Regions from separate parts of the Arachis hypogaea genome. Here region 1 is linked to region 2. Evidence: chromatin contacts called from public Hi-C data. All regions are on one chromosome and are shown on one strand. The core of a region is the stretch at or near the end of the contact, and the rest is flanking DNA. Distances in the headings are between cores, read along the strand shown.

Region 1 (3,311 bases), core at 763-3,262, 39 kb before region 2:
ATGGCAGCGATGAAGAACCTTCCTTTTTTGTGGTTCCTCCCCTATAATCAAAACTCCTCCTTCTCCAACTGAAAAGGATGATTCCAATAACAGATGCCAGCACGAGGCATGAAACTGCAATAACAGCAACGACAACAGTGATTATCTTTTTCTTTGAGTGTTTGGATGATTGTGGCAACTGCGGTGATTCTTGTGTGGAGGTTCGAACATGTTCTGGATTGGGTCCTGCAAGATTGTTGGTAGCATCACTGATTTTGAAGATCTCGATGCCATTCAATATGACATCATGGTAGTTGGTTAACTCGGCATCTGGCAGTCGTTGAAGCTTGATGGAAATGTTGACTTTCTTAGAACTTTGCCCTAGGTCATCAGGGAGAAGCTGAACAGCATAATCCCTTCGAACAGGAACGTGATTACCACCACTCCAGTTAATCACATCGGCGCGATCCTCAGCCAAAAGCTCTGCTATAAATATCTGAAAAGTTCTGTCGGTATAGTGTTGGATTTCTTTCGCAAACTCACAAAAATGTAAGCTGACCATGTAAGTAAACTGTGAATCCACTTCAAACCGCCAAGTCACATTATAATTCTTGGTCTCGCGCATCCCGTAGCTTCGGGCACTCAAGTAAACAAGGTCAGGTGCAGTGTAATCTGGAGTAATATTACCGTTGAATTTCAGTGGTGGATAGCCCATTGAAATACTCGACGGATACTGCTTCTCAATGTAATCGGCATCCGGTTCCCAAGACCTGTACATACCAGTATCTTGCTGTGGTGGAATCTGTTTTTCACCAACGTTGATTCTGTAAAGTGTTTGCAGAGCTTTTTCACTTTCAAGTTGGTATATGCTGATGCCATGGCCTACAAACTCAAACCCGGAGGACTTGCTGGGGTCCGTGTAATAGAGGTAGGGAGGCATGGAGACCACCTCAATCCCGTTGATGAAAGCATAATAAGATTTGTTGGGAATGAAGGTCAGGTCAAGCCTCTTTCCTGTTTCCACGTTGACACAGTATTCTATGAAAAAGGTCATTTCGTCATTGGCGAGCCAACGTGAAGCATTGAAACCCTTGAGAAGGGTGAAATTGCCCGCTGTAACGGAAAAAAGGGAGTTGTAGGGTTCAAAGTTGAGATAATTTGTTGGATAAAAGTGAAGCCGAACGAACTTGGGGCCATTAGTTTTGAGAGGAAAGGAGTATGTGAAATTGGAAAGGAAAATGCGTGCAGAGCTAAACACAAATGAATCAGCTGAAAGAGGATATGGAGTTTCAGTTATGAGAGATGGTTGCTTAGTTTGTGGCTGCTCAATGGTAGAAAATAGTTTGGAGTCATCGTCTCCTACCCATTTCCGATCAGCGTAGACTGTAGTTTCTTTTGAGCCACAGTTGACAGCAAAATCATCCTCAGGATGGTATGATGATGCACCCTGCGCAGGAACCACTGGTGAATGCAGCAGAAACGGTAGGAGGAGTAGGAGGGAAAAGCTAATGATTGGTGGTTTATATCTTATGACTACTATGTTTCTTGGGTACCCCATACCAGCCCGATAGGTTCAGAAACGATGTTGTGCGTAACTCTTGTTCCTATTTTACAGCTTTAAGTACTAGGAAATTCGCAAGTCAGGGAAAACACCACGGTGTCCTCGTCTTTGAATAGCATTTGGAATGTAAGGAAGACTCAAGACTTAGTCTTTTGAACAATTTAGAAAAAAAAGAAAAAGTACAGAGAAATAATAAAAATTTCATAAGAATTTAATTTTGGTGAATTCTATGAACTTTCTTTAAAATAAAAAATAAATTACCCTTGTAATATATATTCTTAATATATAAAAGTAGATACATAAGTATGTACCATATTATTTTTAAATTATTCTTCTTCTTCTACTAACATGTCAATAATATTAGTTAGAGAAATGTTAGGAGGCCAGCAATTTTGATGTTTTGTAACCATCAATTGGTCATCAATAGTATTTTTAATGGTGTGAGATTACATCTAATGGTATCTAATGGTGGAAAATCTATCACTTTTATTTTGATGGTTAAGTGCTGACCAAAAAATACAAAAATTACTGGCCCCCTAGACTTTTTTCTATTACTTATTTGGCGAAATTTTAAAAACAACCAATCAAATATTGCCAAATTTCAACCACTCAAATCTTGCTAAATTAATTTTTATTTTCAACCACTCAAATTTTATCCAAATCAATCCTTATTTCTAAAACAGCAAAAACCAAATTAACATTTACCCAAAAAAAATCTCTAAAAACCAAAGAACTCGTTACTTTTCTCATGCTTCTCGCCTCAAAACTCATTACTCTTCTCATATTTATCGAAACCCTCTTCTTCTTAACACCTCTCCGTACTAAGATCCTATTTTCTCAATGCTCTTCCGGTCTAATGAACCATTGTGTTTTTCTCGAATCAAATTTTCCAACGTTACTCTTCTCATGCTTCTCGAAACCCTCTTCCTCTTGGCACCTCTCCGTACCAAGATCCTATTTTCTCCATGCTCTTCCGGTCTAATGAGCCATTGTATTTTTCTCGAATCAAATTTTCCAACGCGATGTCCATCTCCGGTGGAGCCGCATTGCATCAATTGTAAAAACCAGGCCAAACTCCATTTTTCCTATTGCGGTTTTTCTGCCGGAGCTCGATTTTGGGTCTCAGGGCCAACGTAGGAAATTCGTCCCAGGTATTTTTCTAAAGATTTTCATCTTTAACGTTTTTATTTGTTATAAATAATATTTTAATTGTGAAATTATTGTAAGTAGCACAGGTTTATGTATTCCTCTTTTTAAAACGGTTCTGCCCAATAGTCACAACCAAAATTAATGTGCATTTAAATTGTTATTTGTTCCTCTTTTTAAAAGTTTGAAATCACGAATTTCGTCTTCTTGATTGATGTTTGTCTCTAGCCATTCTAAAAGATTGAACCAAGACATTATGTTCATCAAAAGATGAAAATCAATTCTAATGAGTTGGCAAAAGATGAAAATCAACCAATCACTATTTAGTAAAATGTTTTAAAAAAATTAAAACAAAAAACTCTTATCTATTATTATTCAATTGAAACATCAAGTACTAATTAAATGCAATAAACATACATTAAAAGTGTCATAATAATAATTATTATAAAAAATTTCAGTTACAAATATTCAAATTTTACAACTTATACATATTAAAACTCTTACCACGCTTCATTTCTTAATCTCTCATACTAATTTTTATAATATATAAAAGCTGATACTAACTTTTTCCACAATGAGTTTAAGCCATCTTTTCTTTGCTAATACTAACTTTCTCCACAATGAG
Region 2 (3,297 bases), core at 598-3,097:
CAACAATTATAAAAACTCTAAAAGAAGAGTTTGAGATGAAAGATCTTGGAAAGACTAAATTTTGTCTCGGCTTGCAGATCGAGCATATAAGAAATGGGATCTTTATTCATCAAACAACATGCACAGAGAAGATCTTGAAAAGATTTTATATGGATAAGTCACATCTCTTGAGTACCCCAATGATCGTAAGATCTTTGGATGTGGAAAATGATCAATTTAGTCCTAAAGAAGAGAATGAAGATATCCTTGGTTCTGAAGTACCATATCTTAGTGCCATTGGAGCGCTAATGTATCTTACTAATAACACACGACCCGATATATCATTTGCTGTGAATTTACTAGCAAGATATAGTTCCTCTCCAACCAGAAGACATTGGAGTGGAATCAAACAAATCTTTCGATATCTTCATGGAACGATAGATATGGGATTATTTTATCCCTATGGATCCAAGTCACAACTAGTTGGCTATGTAGATGCTGGATACTTATATGATCCACACAAAGGGTGATCTCAAACAGGATATATGTTCACATATGGTGGTACAGCTATATCATAGAGGTCCATGAAATAGACGATAGCAGCAACCTCCTCTAATCATGCCGAAATACTAGCGATTCATGAAACTAGTCGCGAGTGTTTTTGGCTCAGGAGTCTGATCCAATATATTCTGTCATCATGTGGACTAATTGATCATAAGATAGCTCCAACTGTCCTGTTTGAAGACAATACAGCATATATTGCTCAACTTAAAGGCGTATACATCAAAGGTGATATAACAAAGTATATTTCTCCCAAATTCTTCTTCACTCATGATCTTCAAAATCAAGGGACAATTGATGTCCAACAGATCCGCTCAAGTGACAATCTGGCAGATTTATTTACAAAGTCACTCCCAAAATCCTCCTTTGAAAGATTGGTACATGAGATTGGGATGCGCCAATTTCGAGACATTAAATGATGTCGACAAGAGGGGGAGACTGTACTCTTTTTTCTTTCGTCTGTTATTTTTTTCATTGGATTTTTCTTGACAAGGTTTTTAATGAGGCAGTCCCCATCACTAAAGGATATTGTACTCTTTTTTCTTCACTAAGATTTTTTTCCATTGGATTTTTCTTTAGTAAGATTTTAACGAGGCAATAATATTAAATGGTCATCCAAGGAGGAGTGTTGTGATAAAGATATGAATGACCACGTGGGCCAACCTTCTCAATACCAAAGGAACCTCTTTTCAAGACAGAATCAAAATAAATGAAGTTTAAAAATCAAGTCTTATTACATGTATAAATAAGAGAAGCTACAATTGAAGCAATACACATCATTAAAAAACAATCTTCTCTTCTCTCTTATTATACAAATATTTTCTCTCTTTTATCTCTCTTTAATTTTAAACTAAAGTATCTATAATATTAGTAAATATAGAAATTACTTATAGTAAAATAAGAACATATTTATATTTTTCTATTTTATATTTATTATAACTTCCTTATTTATTTTACAACACCATTAAGTTAAAAAAAATACTCACAAAATAACATTTTTATATAAAAATAATATTATGAACTCTTAAATAATTAATTAAATATATTTAATTAAATATATTTAATTATCTAATAATTTATAATACTATCTTTATATAAATATATTATCATAAAATAAAATATCCACCTTAACTAAAACCCTGACTTTGTCATGAAACCTTTTGAATAATGCTTGAGATAATGATTTTGTAAAGATGTCTAAATATGTAATAACGAAGAAGAAAAAAAAAAAGAAAGAAAGGCATAGGCACGTGGAAGGCACATACTCCCACAGTTCCACTTATTATTTTTTTTTCTCTCCTTGCTCACTCCTTTTGATTTTTGGTGACTACTCACTCGGAGTCACTCCTTTGATCTCTCCGTGTCTCTCATTCTCTTTTTTTTTTTTTTTCATTCATTCATAAAACTCAAACCCTTTTTTCTCTTTTATCTCTCCTTTCATTTTATCATCTTCATCCTAAAATTCTTATTCAAACTACAACATATTAAATTTCATTTTATTCTTCTATTTTAACTTTATTTTAATATATTACTTATACAAAAAAAATATTATTTTAAAATTTGATTAATAGAATACAAGTTTAGTAGATGAGAGAAGAACTTCAAATTTTAACTTTTCGTCATTTTTGAGACTTCAAAATAATTTTTTGGTTTAATAATTACCTATATCTTTATTTTTTATCATTTTTATGCTTATAGGTATGCAAAATTCAAACTAGAGTTATTAAGGTTAAAAAATTTAAATTTTTTTATTAAATTGAGTAAGATTATGTTAATTGACAACATTATTAGCTCATAGATGTTATTATTATGATCATATTTTTAGAATTATAGAGTTATTAGACATTATTTAATAGTTCCATAGTGTATTCAGAGTTACTTTTGGTTCTTTGAAACTAAATTGTGAGTGATATTATGCCCATAATTATTTTTAAGTATATTACTATCAATATTTAAAATGAATCATTATTTTTAACATTTAAAAAGTATTTAATTGTTGTGATTTTTGAATTATTGGAATGAACATTAATTTTTGAAAAACTCATAATTTTATAAAAGTACACACGAGATGATATTCGTATATTTTGAAGAGCATACATACTTTTTTTAATTGACTTTATTTTGCTTTAATTTGATTTTTAGTATGCATACTTATATATATTTGAGTTATCATGGAATTTAGTAATATATTATAGACATCATAAATTTGTTTTATATGATTTATTTTGAATTGGTTTGGGAGGCTTTAATTAAAAAAAATATAGTTAACAACAATTATGACGTTAACCTAGATGTATCTGGCTCAGACATAAGTTAACATGGGTGTTGCTAGCCTAATATGTATGTCACACGTTAAATATGTATGTATTACCGTTCGGACATACTAGAAAAAAGGACTACCATTAGAGATGGAGTCGTTCAAGTGTGTAATATTCGATTTTATTTTATTTCTGGAATAAAAACTCCCATGTCAATTCATTCATTTAATTACTTATCTATTTATTTGCATATTTACATAATATAAATTTCTCATCTCTAAAAAGAAATGTCTTGTGTGTGTTATAGATATAATATTTACTTTGAGTTGCAAAACTTATTCTATTATGTTCTCATGTTTTTTAGAGACAGGTGTCAATTCAGATTCCATTTCACCTGTCCCACCGTATATCTTTGTCATTTTGGTGAGCTCTTCTTCTATCCAATGACTTGCTTGTATGTGGTGGAACTTTTGCGCTAAAATTTAAATTATATCAATGC

The links. A called contact is a pair of places that touch in the nucleus more often than the background predicts.
Region 1: a Hi-C map of an unstated tissue shows a contact between it and region 2, with 3 times the contacts expected there. The contact joins the promoter of LOC112797890 here to the enhancer-like site in region 2. A contact is called at or near these places in 2 of 8 Hi-C or Micro-C datasets (leaf and an unstated tissue).

The regions. Positions count from the first base shown.
Region 1 is chr4:124,607,757-124,611,067 of arahy.Tifrunner.gnm2.J5K5, reverse strand. It overlaps LOC112797890 (receptor-like protein kinase FERONIA), which reads right to left and starts at 2,012. Exons shown (of 1, transcript XM_025841002.3): 1 at 1-2,012. The coding sequence starts at 1,537.
Region 2 is chr4:124,568,756-124,572,052 of arahy.Tifrunner.gnm2.J5K5, reverse strand. No RefSeq gene overlaps it. Among protein-coding and RNA genes, the nearest start is that of LOC112797889, 6.0 kb to the right of the region's middle. Within about 2 kb of position 1,847, at least 1 of the 3 cell types and tissues checked has open chromatin away from gene starts, as enhancers often do.